Linked DNA regions of Hordeum vulgare: region 1 is linked to region 2. A link is a contact called in public Hi-C data. All regions are on one chromosome and are shown on one strand. The core of a region is the stretch at or near the end of the contact, and the rest is flanking DNA. Distances in the headings are between cores, read along the strand shown.

Region 1 (7,014 bases), core at 1,019-3,518, 150 kb after region 2:
ATACATCAGCCATTTTGCCTCTGGACCTTTTCTAATACGATTGGACTCCTTAGTCCCAAACTGCTATAGAAACTATGTACTGGCAACACCCTAAGAGAACCACACTTAGTCTTAATGCATAATAAAACATCCATTGTTTTGGTGTCTCTAAGGTTGTATCTAGGAGAGAAAGAGTGTATGCATATGTTGTATCTAACCCTTGTTTTATAGCAATAAATGAAGACATAAATATTTGATACTGTGCACATTTCACTAGAATAAAGTATTCCTTGTCATTTTTGTCCCTATGCTTATAATGCTTGCAGTTCATCTAGATGCAACAGAATTTTCTCATTTCCATCTGTGCGCCTACTGCGATTCATATGGTTTTACCAAGTAAAGGGCAAAACGATTTGGGTGCGTTTTCAAGGTAAGAAAGGGCGAAAGGATATCAACATGCAAATACACTGAAAACAGAAAAATGAAAACACCATATTGTGTCTTCCGAAACTAGCAGGATAGTCATGCTGTGACCCTCGATTCACTCATTTCATGGATTTGGATGTGTCCGCTTTACCAGTGACATCAATGAGAAAACTGGTAAATGGAGCAGAGGCTGTGGCAACTACTCCCTCCATCCCAAAATTCTTGTCTTAGGTTTGTCTAGAAATGGATGTATCTAAATACTAAAACGTGACTAGATACATTCATATCTAGACAAATCTAAGACAAGAATTTTGGGACGGAGAGAGTACTAATTGCATGTATTTATTTGCTTCAATTATTTTCAGTTTAATCAATCCTTAAGGCTACTACCCAGGAGAACAGAAAAAATGATAACGCATTGGTACATTATATAGAATTCTTGATGTCAATACAGCACAAGAGACCTACATTTTGCAGACAGTAATAGCATAATCCCAGGAATGTAGCAGAAGGGTTGGTTCAGAAGTAATAGACAGTGTAACACTGAGAAGAAAAAAATGAGAAGGAAGGTGACCGACATACCAAATCCAATCTTCAGCCATAATAATAGAAAACAATATACAACAGATCCCCCGCTCTAATTGAACAAATTAATCCGGTATTTTTTCCTTCGATGCTTAGACACGACTTGAAGTACGGCTGTATATCAAGTATTAATTTCATTTTGGAAAGCATCTAAATTCATGGTCTGGAAACAAGCATCAGTGTCGATATGAACCAGAGCCCTAACAGAAAGCTCATAAATCCCTTGGACAGCCTACACGGAGACATCATTCTCATGACTAACTTACAATCACCATTACAGTACCTAAACTAACTATTGGGCAAGGGGCAAACGAAAATTCTAGAACTAACCAATCTACTTCATGTTAAATTTTAATCAGAAGAGCAAAACCCATAAAACGTCTGTACAATCAAACGGTCATTCAACAATTTGCACATAATAAAACCTCCCTGTTTAGCCACATGGTTTTTTAACTGTCCAAGTAGCATAGCTTATTCTGAAACGGTTTGCTGCTTAGGAGAAAACAATCAAGCTCGCACAAACGAATGCCAAAGTGAAACTCGGCAAGATAAACACCACTGGTGTGTTCCTGCATTGTAATTACAATCAATAATACTAAGACGAACTAGCAGCAAGTAGGCTCGCGCTTATTTGCTCTATTGTCACGCAAGGAGCAAACAGTTTATCCACAGGAAGAACAGCATTAGCTAAAGTGAATTTGGAGAACACCGAGCCATTTCCAGATCGCGACGACTCCTCGCGTTGGGACCCTAAGCCAACCAACCAACCAACCAACCAACCAAATCAGTCGAACCTCCACATCTCGAGATCACATACGAGCACCAGCAGGGGCGAAACTAGGCATCCGACCCGAACTGAACTCTGTACCTGTAGAGCGAGCAACGAAACGGAGAAGTGGGCGCGGGATCTGGTGATCTGACCTGGGGCACGAACATCCGCGGCGAGAGGGAGCGGCCGGGACTCCCGGGCGGCGATCCGGGACCGCCGCTGGCACCCACGACGCCCACCGAGCAGGCACGGCGCACGTTGTTGGCGCCCCCGCCGTAGGGAGGGAAGCCGCCGCGGGCCGAGGAGTCCTCGACGTCGACGTCGGCGGCGTCGGCTTCCCCGGGCGCGGCGGCGTCCTCCTCCCTGCCGCTGGCGTTGCCCATGGCCTCCTTCCCTCCTCCTCCTCCTCCTACCCCCGCCCCCGCGGCGGCGAAATCACGGAAGTGCCACTCACTGCGTTGTGGCGCTGCTGTTGCGCGAGGGGGCAAGGAAGACGAGCGAGAAGGAAAGGGAGGGATGGCTGCGCCCGTTTGGTCGTGTAATTAAGCGCGTGCCGCTGCCCCTTGCCCGGGAAGCGTGGCGGCACCCGTGCACCCGGTGCTCGTGGGTTGCACAGTCACCGTCCCGTCGGCCCCACGTGGCCCGCCTGCTGGTCGGTGCAGGAGGGTGTAGCGCACGGAGGGCCGTGTTTGGTGATGTGTACGTGACGTGGAGCCGGGGCCCTGGTCACGGCGCGCACGTTCGGACGGACGTTGGGTTGGATGATGGAGAGAGAGGAGCCTATACCTGGGTCGGGCGCCGGCTCCCGGGACCCGGAATCCGGCATCCATCGCTGCGATCTCGTTGGCGTGTTGTCTCGCGAATCCTTTGCGTTGAAGAATAAGAATCGTGAAAGGGATGGGTTCGTGTCGAGGAACACGGTAGGTGAAAGGATTAGCCTTGTCACGGTTGCCATTCGTGAGTATCAGCCAAATTCCAGTGTTTGTCGTGCGATCCATCTCTAGCAACAAGAAAATGTGTTGTGGGCGCGGCGTGCCTTGACACGGAAATGGTAGTGCTCCACATCAACGTGCGATCCATCTCTAGCAACACTACTCTACTCAATTCCTTTTGTTAGACTCAATTCCTTATGTTAAGAATAGATTAATTGCTTATTAATTAAGCTAATTATAAGTAAATTAATCGTTAGATAGGTTGCTTGGTTCTCAAACAAACAATCATGTATCTTACATTTTTAATAAGTTGGTCACAATTCTTTCCACATGCACAAGGTTCACATCATCTTGCATGCCACATTATTCAAAATGTCCACGTCATGATGCATGCCAAATAATTCATACCCACTACTACTAATTCTTTTAGCATGCAGCCAGTTCACATCAGCGTAGATGACGCATCAGCAAGACGGTGTCTTTTTCACCATCAAGCCGTGGCACGAGGACGACCATGATGTATCCGAGGACTTCATGCTCCACGCCCGCATCATCATTGAGAAGATGCCTATGGAGATGTGGTCCCTCAACGGGGCAGCAAGGGTGCTCGGCGACAAGTGCATCATCGACCGCCTCGACACTCGCACCCGCGAGCACGGCCACACGAAGACGTTCGCTTGTTGGATGTGGGTGTGGGATGTGGCGTTCATCCCCACCACGCACATCATCTGGCGGACAACGCAGGATGTTGGGCGCGTCGAGGTCGTGCCCGGCTTCTCGCCACCAAGCAGGGAAGTGGGACCCCCTCCTCGTGTCTGGTGCCACGACATGCTCATCCACGTCGACCGCGTGGAGGACTGGTCACCCCTCTCGTCGCGCTCGTCGCATTCTACGCAAAGTGGTCTACCCTCCTCAGGGGTCCGACGATGGGCGATTGGTCCCGGAGGTCTAGCCGGGCCACTGGACCATGCATGTCGAGGATGGCCAGGGGCACGGCCGACGGCACCCCGCCCTCGTCACCACCTCAGGCTGCGGGGGTCTGCAACTGGGGCCGCGTTGGGACCGCGACGACGATAACGCAGGGAGGGTGGAAGACGCCGATCCTAAAAGGACACCCTGCTCGGTCGGGTCCAGGCGGGCCCGATGCAAAAAAGCTAGGGGGAGACGCGGCCAGCTCCATGCGTCATAGGAGCAGGACGTCGATCAGCCGACGAGGCGATGGTGTGCGTCGCACAGGAGGGCGCGTCGGGCTCAGCATCATTAAGGCCACACCTCCGCTGCAGCTGGCTCCAAGGCAGCTTTGTGTCTACTCTCGTGGCTGCCCAAGCTCTGGTGGCTGCCCAGCATCAAGATGAAGACCCCGTGGTGAAAGCACAACTTCTCCCTAAGGTGGTTTTGGTAATTAATCACAACATATGTGTCATTGAACTAATGATCTTATGCAAGTATATTTCAGAAAACATCGAAGATGCATTGGCTAAGGATTGTGAGGAGAACCCCTTGATGCAAGGAAGGGAATATGCTTGGCCAAGCTTCAAGCTACAAGACTCTCCATTTTATATTTGTGACAAATCACATTTGAGTCCATAGGAAAACCAATACTATTAAAAGGGGGTGACGTATCTATGATGAATTGGTTGCTCGAGTGCTTAGAGATAGCCACCAAAAATACTCAACCATTCTCCCACAAAAGTTCTCTATCCAAAGCCTAAACATCAAAATTGGTGCCATCAAGATTTCCCATTCGGCCCTACCGATTTTCCTCCACACAGAACCTTTGCCAAACACTAGAATCTCGATACCACCAACATTCCATTCGGTCCACCAAAAACTAGTCATCAAGTTTCTCGTATGTCGTATTCAAGAATCAGAAATTCCGAGTCTTGGAATCGGTCTCACCGAGATTTGGGAACTGCCCTAGGTCACCACATTGGTACCACCAAAATTCCTATATCGATCTCACCGAGAATTCGAAAGTTGCCACATTTTGTGCAAATCTGTGCCACCGAGTTTCACTTCGGTTTCACCGAGTTGGGCAATAATGTTGTAATGGTTGGATTTTGGGATATGCCTATATATACCCATCCACCACCTCTCATTCGCAGAGGAAGCACTCAGAACACACATACGCTTGCCATATCCATTTTTCTGAGAGAGAGAGCCACCTACTCATGTGTTGAGATCAATATATTCCAATCCATCCATTTGAAACTTGCTCTCTAGCCTCCCCAAGTTGCTTTCCACCCAATCAATCTCTTCTACCAATGTCAAATTTGTGAGAGAGTGATTGAGTGTTGAGGAGACTATATTCTAAAGAACAAGAGCAAGGAGTTCATCGTTCTACCGCATCTATTACCTTTTGGATGGTGGTGCCTCCTAGATTGGTTAGGTGTTGATTGGAAGCCTTCTGCTTCGTCTTCTGGAGTTGAATCAACAAGTTTGTAAGGGCAAGGAGATCGCCTACTTTGTGAAGATCTACCCCGAGTGCGGCTAGTCCTTCATGGACATAAGCCATGATGGAATAGGCGAGGTTGCTTCTCCATGGACCCTCCATGGGTTGAGCCCTCCGTGGACTCGTGCGGTTGTTACCCTTCATGGATTGAAGTCTCCATCAACATGGATGTACGATAGCATCACCTATCGGAACCACGCCAAAAATCACCGTGACAACCTTTGTGTTTGATATTCCTATCCCTACCCTCTACTTACATGTGCATGCCATTACTTTCAGCTGATATACTCTTAGACGTGCATGTGTAGGGTGTGCTTGACTACAACAACTGCTAAAACTTGCCCACAACTAAAATTGGGAAAAGACTAAGTTTTTATTTGGTCAAGTAGGCTAATCCCCCCCCTCTATGCATACTTCGGATCCTACAAGTGGTATGAGAGTTTTGGTCCCCATTGCATTGGTTTCACAACCTAGGAGAGTATGGTGTCTAGTGATGGAAATTATCACTGTAGAGGTCCATATTTTGATGTTACAAACTTTGCTAGTTGGAAGCATAAAATGAAAATGCATATTCTTGGTCATAACCCCACCGTTTGGGTTGTTGTCCATGGTGGTTTGCAAGGTGAATTCTTTAGTGATGGAAAGGAACCGGATCGTGAAGCGGCTGCGGAAGAATTGAAGATGTTGCAATACAACGCTCAAGCATGTGAAATTTTGTTCAACTGGCTATGCCCCAAAGAATTCAACAATATTAGCCGTCTTGAGAATGCCAAGGAAATTTGGGACACTTTGATTGATATGCACGAAGGCACTACAAGGAACCTAAGTTGGATGTGCTATAAAGTCAACTTTACAAGTTCAAGATGAAGGATGGTGAAGGAGTCGCTGAGATGTACTCTAGGCTTGCTCTCGCCACAAATGAGATTGGCGGCTTAGGAAGTGAAGAGATGACCGACAAATTCATCATCAAGAAGATACTTAGAGCCTTGGATGGAAAGTACGACACCGTATGCACATTGATCAAAATGATGCCAAACTATAAAGATCTCAAGCCAACGGAAGTCATTGGAAGGATTGTCGCTCATGAAATGTCACTCAAGGACAAAGAAGAGTTGCACAACAAGTCAAACGGTGCTTACAAAGCTTGAAGTGATGCTCCCGCTACTTCAAATGACAACCTTGTCACCAATGAAGAGATAAGACTCATGGTCAAGAAATTCAACAAGTTCCACAAGAGTAGGGGCAAAGAGAAAAGCACCAACTCAAGATATGAAGAGAAGCGTTCATCTAGTCATGACCAAAACTACTAGAATTGTGGAAGGCCCGGACACTACTCCAATGAGTGCTCGCCCCCCCCCCCCAAAAAAAAAGAAGAGAAGAGTCACCTAGAATACGAAGCTCAAGAGAAGACTCACCTCGAAGAGAGAGAAGGAGTAGAGAAGATCGTTATGAATGAAGATCCTCCCGGAGAAGCAATGAATCAAAGAAGAATGACAAGTACACCAAGATCCACTCAAGAGGAAGACATCAAGCTCATGTTGGTGAACGGGTATCCGGCTCCGAGTCCAACAACCAATCCGAGAGAAGCTACCACTCCAAATCCAACTATGGTCAAGATGAAGGTGTTGCCAGCCTTGTACTCGTATCCTCCAACTCCTATAATATATTTGATTCACCAAATGAAGGGATTGGAAACTACTTCATGGCTAAAGGCCCCAAGGTATCACACCCCAAGTACTTTGACTTTGATAGTGATGAAGATGACTTACTTGGATATGATGACTTGCTTGGAGATGATGACTTATTCTTTGATAAAACTAGTGATAGCAATGAAAATGAACTTGATGATAATCATGCTAGTCAAGATAAGT
Region 2 (7,302 bases), core at 307-2,806:
CAGCGCGGCGCCAACGAGGCCGGCCTCCCACCGCTCCTCGCCGGCGCTCTCCCCCCACACCTCCCCTACGCTTTCCACCATCGCTCGGCTCCGCTCTTCGCCCTGGAGCCCCCACCGTCTCCGATGCTGCCAGCCCTTCGCCTCGGCTGCTGACGGCGTCCACCGCGGCATTCCCTCGACAGCCGCCACCGTCGCAGGGTGGTGATGCATGGCCATGGCGTGCAGCTCGTTGCAGTATTGCTTGATCTTGCAGTAGTCCCCTGCATAAACGAGACGAGAAACCACACGTGTTACCGTGAAGCCTGCCGCATATTTTTCCATGACAATTGACAAATTTGATGTGGCACGTAAACCCCTATAAACTTAAACTTCATTAATCTGGTGGAAACTAAGACGGTGCAGATCGGAGTAGTATAAAATGCGTGCATGTATATGTGAGTTATATGGAAAACTGTGTATCAGATCGACAGAGAATCTGAGATACCACCACGTACCGGAGAAAACAAGTGTTCGGGACGGCTTCACGATCTTGGATCGTACTATGAGCGCATCGTTACTGGAACGGGTAATCTCGGGCTTGCTGTCTGCATCGAGATGTGTGCATGGAGACGACCGCTTCCTGCATGGAAATCTCGGTGAGGTGATGGCGTCCAGCACCGAGTCCGGGCTGGGATGCTGTGCCACCGCCCGCGGCGAGCCGTCCATCCACTTGCCCCCTTTGCCTTCCCCTGCTGGAGCCGGCGAGACGTCGGATGCAGCGGCCGACCGCAGCTCGGCAGCCCGGACGGCCGCGATGATCCGCCGCAGTGTCTGGAGGTCGTCATCGCATTTCTCCAGCGCGCCCAGCAGCTTGCGCCGCTTCTCCGCGGCCATCTCTGGTGGCGGGGGAGGAGGAGGGCGGGTCGGCAGCGGTCGTGGCCGCGGGGTCGTGGCGGGGGAAGCCGGCGCGGACTCCTCCAGGCCCATTAGGCGTGCGACGATAGCTGGCGGCGGCGGCCTGGGGCTGTCACAGCTCGCCCGGCGGTACTCCGGAGCGATCGTCGGGCTCCGAGGCGCTTCGCATGAACGCCGCCGTCGGACGGCTGTCGGCGTCTGTGGCTTCTCTGGGGCCTGCGTTGGTGACAGCGACGCTCCCGGCTTCTTCACGGGCGGTGGAGACGGCGACGCTCCCGGCTTCTTCATGGGCGGTGGAGACGGCGGCGGTAGGGAGGCCTCGAGCGTGGCGTTCTTGGCTGTCAGGCGCTTCCGGTGGCGATGGTACGGGGAGAGCAGGCGGAGAAGGCCAGCCATGCACCCCATGCTTCGCCGGGGCGCCGTGGCGGCTGTGGACGAGGCCCGGCGTTGGGCGGACTCCGTCGGCTGCATCGCGTCTTGACTCTTGACTCGTCGGTGTCGGAGGCGAGAGAGGTACAACTAGCTACACTGGCCCCGCGTGCTGTGTTAGCGTGGGTGGCATTATAATTGGCCAAGAGGACGCGCGCAATGACTGCGTCACCCCCGGCGCCCACAGCCTGGGCCCTAATAATAGGAAGGGTATTTTAGGTTATTCATTCCTCAGCTCGAGCTTTTGTTAGCAGAGGGGTGCGGGACAAAAGCTGGAGGAGCGCTGAGAACGCGAGAGGAGTACGTACACGAGCTAAACTGCACTATGCAGTAGTGGAAGCCTAGCTAGCTCAGCCACCTTGCTCGGGAGCAGGCGGGCAGCATGCTGCAGCAAGCAGTGAGTAATTAACCTGACATTAATATAAACGGCAGGCAAGTACGGTGGTGTGTCACAGAGTGGGGTAGAACTAGCCTAAGCCGGGTGGTGTGGTGTGGGGATTAACGAACAATAGTCTGGATGATTATGCATCTCGAGGGAACTTGGCAATGATAATTGCCTGAGCAGGATTTTGGTCGGTGAATTTTGGGGCGTGTGGTGCTCTGCTCTGCTCTGCTGGGCAGAAGCATCACATGGTAAAAAGGGAGAATATCGAGTTTTCCAGCATCATCATGAGACATGCAGCTCTGCAATTGTTTTTCCTCCCGTTGCTTTAGCTTCAAGTTTACACCTCCGGCCTGTAAATATACTAAAGTCTCAAGATACGACTCGGTGCCGGCTGGCCTCTATGGATCAAGACCTAAAGCTTTCCACATGACGGGTGCGTGTACATCAATTTTCCTCTTCTTTCTGCTTGTTGCTGCTACCAGAAACAATGGCTTTGGAAGCGTAAGAAATGTTAAGTTTAACCATTTCCACTCTCCTCTGGGATATGCGTGCGTTCTGCACTAATTCAACCTTATGCTGGTTTACAAATGGATCAACCGTTCTACTTCAATTATGTGTTATTGTTTTAGGGTTTAGTTAAGCGAGAGAAGAGAAGGAAAGAGTATGCGGCGGCATGGTTAGACATGAAAGCATGAAAGAATCGAGAGGAGAAATGCACAGCACATAGTGTGAGAGTGGGTAGAAAGCAAAAGAGGCCATGCATGCAGGAAAGAAAAGAAAAGAAAAGGCTCCAGCTCTATCGATCCGTCCATCGCTACGAGGTGGAGGTCTGAACGGATCCTAAGCTCTTTTGTACCTTGGGAGACACCACCACGTGGCGCCACACTGGCACCCTGTGCACACGCAGTAGCTCTATGCTCGACACACTAGTCTACCGCTGTGCCAGCACTAGTAGTACGAGTGCTACTCACTCATTCCCCTCTGTCCGCCTCGTCTTTCTATCACATGTGCGGGCCGCGGCGCGTCTGAAATCTGAATAACTTGAAGCTGAGATGAGGACCGTGGGGATCTTGATAAAATATATCCAGCCGATCGAAGCTACTACGGTACTAGCGTAGGAGTACTATATCTATATCTATAGAAAGCAAGCAGCAACGGTGCGACCGCGCGCGCGGGAGGAGGACGATTTCACTGTTACGTCTCCTTTTAGCATAGTTTAGTTCAATTTGACTCGTTCTTTATTTTCTTAGATCCGATCATTTTTCTACCGTCGCTCTCTACGATGTTTATCATCATTTCATGTGATGATAGAATTCAGGTCAATACAAACGGCGTCATCTGATCCATTAGCGTGGATAAATGGTTATAGTCACAGGAGTGTTGATAAAATATATATGCCTACCATCTGAGTGGATGCCCTATTGCTACCCGTTGTGACGGTAGGAAAGCACACTCTGCCGTCATTGTTTGTGACGATAGCCACTTATTCATGTTAATGGAGTCAAAAGACGTTGTCTGCATTGATTCAAACCTACCGTCACAACGAGTGAAAAGTTAAATCTAACTTTTTACGAACGGAGTTAGATTAGACTAAAGCTAGAAAAAAAAGTCAAAACCGTGAATTTGGTCACGGGAGCGATGTACTCGACTATGCTAGTCATGCTATAAGTACGGTCACGGGATCCCGTGCACCTACTCGCATCATTTCGCGCCGCGGCGAGTGGTGTGGGGAGGGTAAATTCACGATTTTGACATTTTTTGCTAACTTTAGCTCGATCTGACCCGTTTGTAAAAAAATTAAATCTGACAACTTTTCCTACAGCCATCGGTTAGACGGTAGGCAAACACACCCTACGGCCACATACATTGGAAATAAGAATCGGATCAATATGGATGGTTTCTTTGGATCAACGGAGTCAAACGATCTTACCATCAGTGTATCAACGTCAGATCCGAACTTTTATTTATAAACGAGATAAAATCGAGCTAAATATTAAAAAAAAAGGTAAAAACACTGAAATCGTCGCGCGGGGACGGGTATGAATACCGTGCCCCCGTCCCAGCCGAAAACAGCTGCGTCGTGTCTGGCCGCTCTGGCTCTGCCCGTGCCGTGAATGCATGTAGCCAGCGCTGTCCGCTAGCGCTCGGTGGTAACGGCCCGGCTAGCGGAGCAGACATACATGTCGGGGCGATCAAGCTCAGCAGGAGCCAGTCTAAATGATGCCCACTCTTCGTAATCAGTGATTTTGGCGCTAACCATTGTCTGATACCGGTGTAACCATTTGGCTGACACGCCACCGTCAGTTATGGTTATGTCAAAAAGGAAAAACGTCAGTTATGAACTCCAGCAAGGTCCAAAGAAACCGTCGGATGAATAATATACCTTCGATCAGCCGTTGGATGGAACGAGACAAAGGGTGTCAAAAAACGCAATGTACCAGGGTTCCAGCTTTACACGGTGGAGCAATGTGAAACCGAAGTATACGCTTTGCACCGTGGAGCAATATGAAACCGAAGTATACGCGAGATTGATTTTTCGGTGTGCGAGGTCTATCTTCACAGCATCTCCGACGCGTTAAAATAAGTCTACAACGCATGAATAGTATTTTTTTTAGGGAGTGCTCCGCGCCGGCGCGCGAGCCGCACGATCCACCAACCCCTGCGCGTCCGCACCGTTGGATCTCCATGCAATATTTTTTTCTTCCGATACAACAAAATTTGTCGCGATGCAGAGGTAACGAACTGAAAACCTTACTTTAGTTCATTCCTTTGACGCACTTAGTCAGAAAAACTAGGAAGTACTGAAACTGATCCTATTTCAGATCTGGAATTTCATTCCAACTTAGGCCGTTTGGAATTGGCATAGCTTGACCCGTAAACTCTCAGCGCGTACGACTCAACGGCTGCAACAAAAAACAAAATTTGTAGAAAAAAAAATATCTACGTGATCGTAGCAAAAAAGAATCTGATGGTGACTGGTAACAAAAGTCAAACGCCGGTTGTAACAAATATCTACGTGAACGCATATGCAACTTTTTTAGTGAACGGTTGCAGCAAATAATGATGCCGGTTGTAGCAAAAATTAACACGGTTGTAGCAAAAGTAAAAAAGATCGATTCTAACGAAAAATTCGACGAACTGAAGTTGCAACCAAACGTATATGCAGCTTTTTTACTGGACAAATGTAGTAAAAAACGCTTACAGCAAATATGACGCTGATTGCAACAAATTTAGATGAAAAATATTGCATCCACCGACCAGCGAAGCGCGCGCGTGCGAAAAATATTGTATGGGCCCGCGCGCGCGATGGAGCGACCGACGCGCCGTATGGGAACGATTCCTTTTTTTATGTGCCACAGAACGTTAGCTGTCGCGGACGCTGAAAAAAAATGCCGTGCGCCCCTTTAACAAAAACGCTAAAGTTTGGAGTGCGCGATACTCATTCTACCCAAAAATAAGATGATGGGTATACATAGTATAGATACTTCATAGATAGAAACTACTCCTCGTTGATAGTTCATCATAGATAAAAAGCATACATAATAAAAACGATAAAAAGGATAAAAACTACTCCTCCCCGTCTTTCTCCGACGCGCTGGTGTCCGACTCCTTCGTCGTGATGAAGGCGTCAGCCCACAGTTCATCATCGGAGTCCCAAGTCGACGCTTCCTTGAGCTCCATGTTGAAGAGTGTGGCTTGTTTCCGCGTACGCTTGTCCTCACCATAGGCGGCTCGCTCTTCCTACCTACCCTTCTTTGCGCGAAGACTGCCCGTTCGTCGAGGACGTCGTGCAGGAACTGTTGGCGCCATGTCATCATGGCACGTTCGTCCATCTCCGTGATGCCGAGGCGGCGCTCCCGCCTCCGATTCTGCCGAAGGTCTTCTTCAGTGACAACCCGCGGGGGAGGCGCGAGCCGCTGCGCCCACTCCCTCGTCATCACCTCGGGGAAATTCATGTCCCTACGAGGCCGGTTGAAGTACCACGCCGCCCAATTGCACGCGTCGGCAGCCTCCTGGGAGGTGCCGAACGTGCTGAGGCCAAGGCGCATGTCGTCGGAGCGGATCTCGGTGTAGAAGGTGCCGAAGGGGTGCTCGCGGACACCACGGTAGCCTAAACTTCCTCGGCGGCACGGCGGCATGGTGGCACGACAGCGACAAGGCGAGCAGAGACGAGAAAGAGCGGCGGAGAGAGCGGTGGGAGGGAGCGTGGTGAGGCACAGAGCGGTGGGAATGCGCGTGGAGGGGCGCTCAATTTATAAAGTGCGTCGAACGCCACGCGCCAAAACTAGCGTGCGTCGGGCCGCTTTTTCGCGCATGCGTGCGGTTTTTTCCCACGCGTCGGAATCCGCGCCCGCTGGAGCGCGCGAAACCGCTCCGCGCGCACTAAAACCAACGTTTTCCCCGTGCGCACATTTTTACCGCCGCTGATGGAGATGCTCATATAGGAAAACATGTGTCCCACGCTCCTGCGACGCATCCCTCTGGCGCTCGCAGCCACGAAAGCCGTCGGTGGATGCGCCCTGCTCCCCCTCCAGCCAAGCCCTCCCCCACCTCTTCATCCAAGTTCCTCCAGGATCCCCCACCCCGCATCTGGCGTGCGAGTGCCTCGCATCAGAGTTGTTCCTGCAGCTGGTCGTATCCTATCCACATCTAATCTCGGTGCCCCGACAGCCTGCCCTCTCAGACTCCTCCTACCCGACGATCTCGCGTGCAGTTATTAATCCAACTGCTAAAGGTTGTGTCCACAAGGTTTGATTTGCTAACAGTGAAGATCCCCTCTCAACCCCCTTCTATAGAGCATTCATGGCGCTGCCAAGCCATGCCTAAAGCCAAGCTCGTCCTTGGTTTTCAGTGCCGCGTAGAGGGATGTAACATTCAAGATGCGACAATATCCGTATTTGAGGACGAGACCTTAATATGGATAGAGACGCATATCGGCGTTTCACGAGTATACAAATCATTGCAGATACATTTAAAGAGGAGATGAATATATGAGTTAGCTTACACTCGCCACATGCTAAATTATAAGTAATACAACATTTATTCAAATATCCAGAAGTCAGGGTCCGACTACGGATGAAATCAAATGATAAAATGCAATGAAGTCTATCTCGCTATCCCAGGAGACAACCAAGGCCCTTTTACTCGTCCAGGTAGGTCACGTACATGCGTCAGCTCTCCTCAACATACTCACACTAGAGTGGTGGAGCATCATGTGTCTCAGGATCTACGGTACTTGAACCTCTGGGGTTGTAATAATCTGTGAGCCACGGCGAATCAACAATCTCGTGACCAAGATATCGGGACTAATTAAGTTAATGGATGAGGTATGATAATGTGCTGGGCACTCGCGACACCTGTCGCCCATGGCGCCCCCGGGGCGGCGCCCGTGGGCCGCCACGAAGCATGTTGTGGAACGCATGGCCTCCTCCATCCACCCGTGTGTGAACGAGCACACACGTGGCCATACCGCCACCATCTCCTCGCTCGCGCGTCGCGACCCTCCTGCTACGCGCGACACACTGCTCATGGCCCAGGAGCTTCTGCGCTACCGCCTCGCCAACAATGACTACGAAGCCTGACTTGTGGGAATC

What was found. A called contact is a pair of places that touch in the nucleus more often than the background predicts.
Region 1: a contact with region 2 is called in a Hi-C map of leaf, with 5 times the contacts expected there. The contact joins the promoter of LOC123448782 here to the promoter of LOC123446533 in region 2. A contact is called at or near these places in 3 of 6 Hi-C or Micro-C datasets (leaf and seedling) and 1 of 1 datasets of contacts at active chromatin or transcription factors (embryo).

What each region holds. Positions count from the first base shown.
Region 1 is chr4H:414,214,656-414,221,669 of MorexV3_pseudomolecules_assembly, forward strand. LOC123448782 (SNF1-related protein kinase regulatory subunit beta-1-like) reads right to left here and starts at 2,269. Exons shown (of 4, transcript XM_045125785.1): 1 at 1,912-2,269. The coding sequence starts at 2,142.
Region 2 is chr4H:414,064,359-414,071,660 of MorexV3_pseudomolecules_assembly, forward strand. It overlaps LOC123446533 (serine/arginine repetitive matrix protein 1-like), which reads right to left and starts at 1,557. Exons shown (of 2, transcript XM_045123108.1): 1 at 495-1,557; 2 at 1-260. The coding sequence starts at 1,365.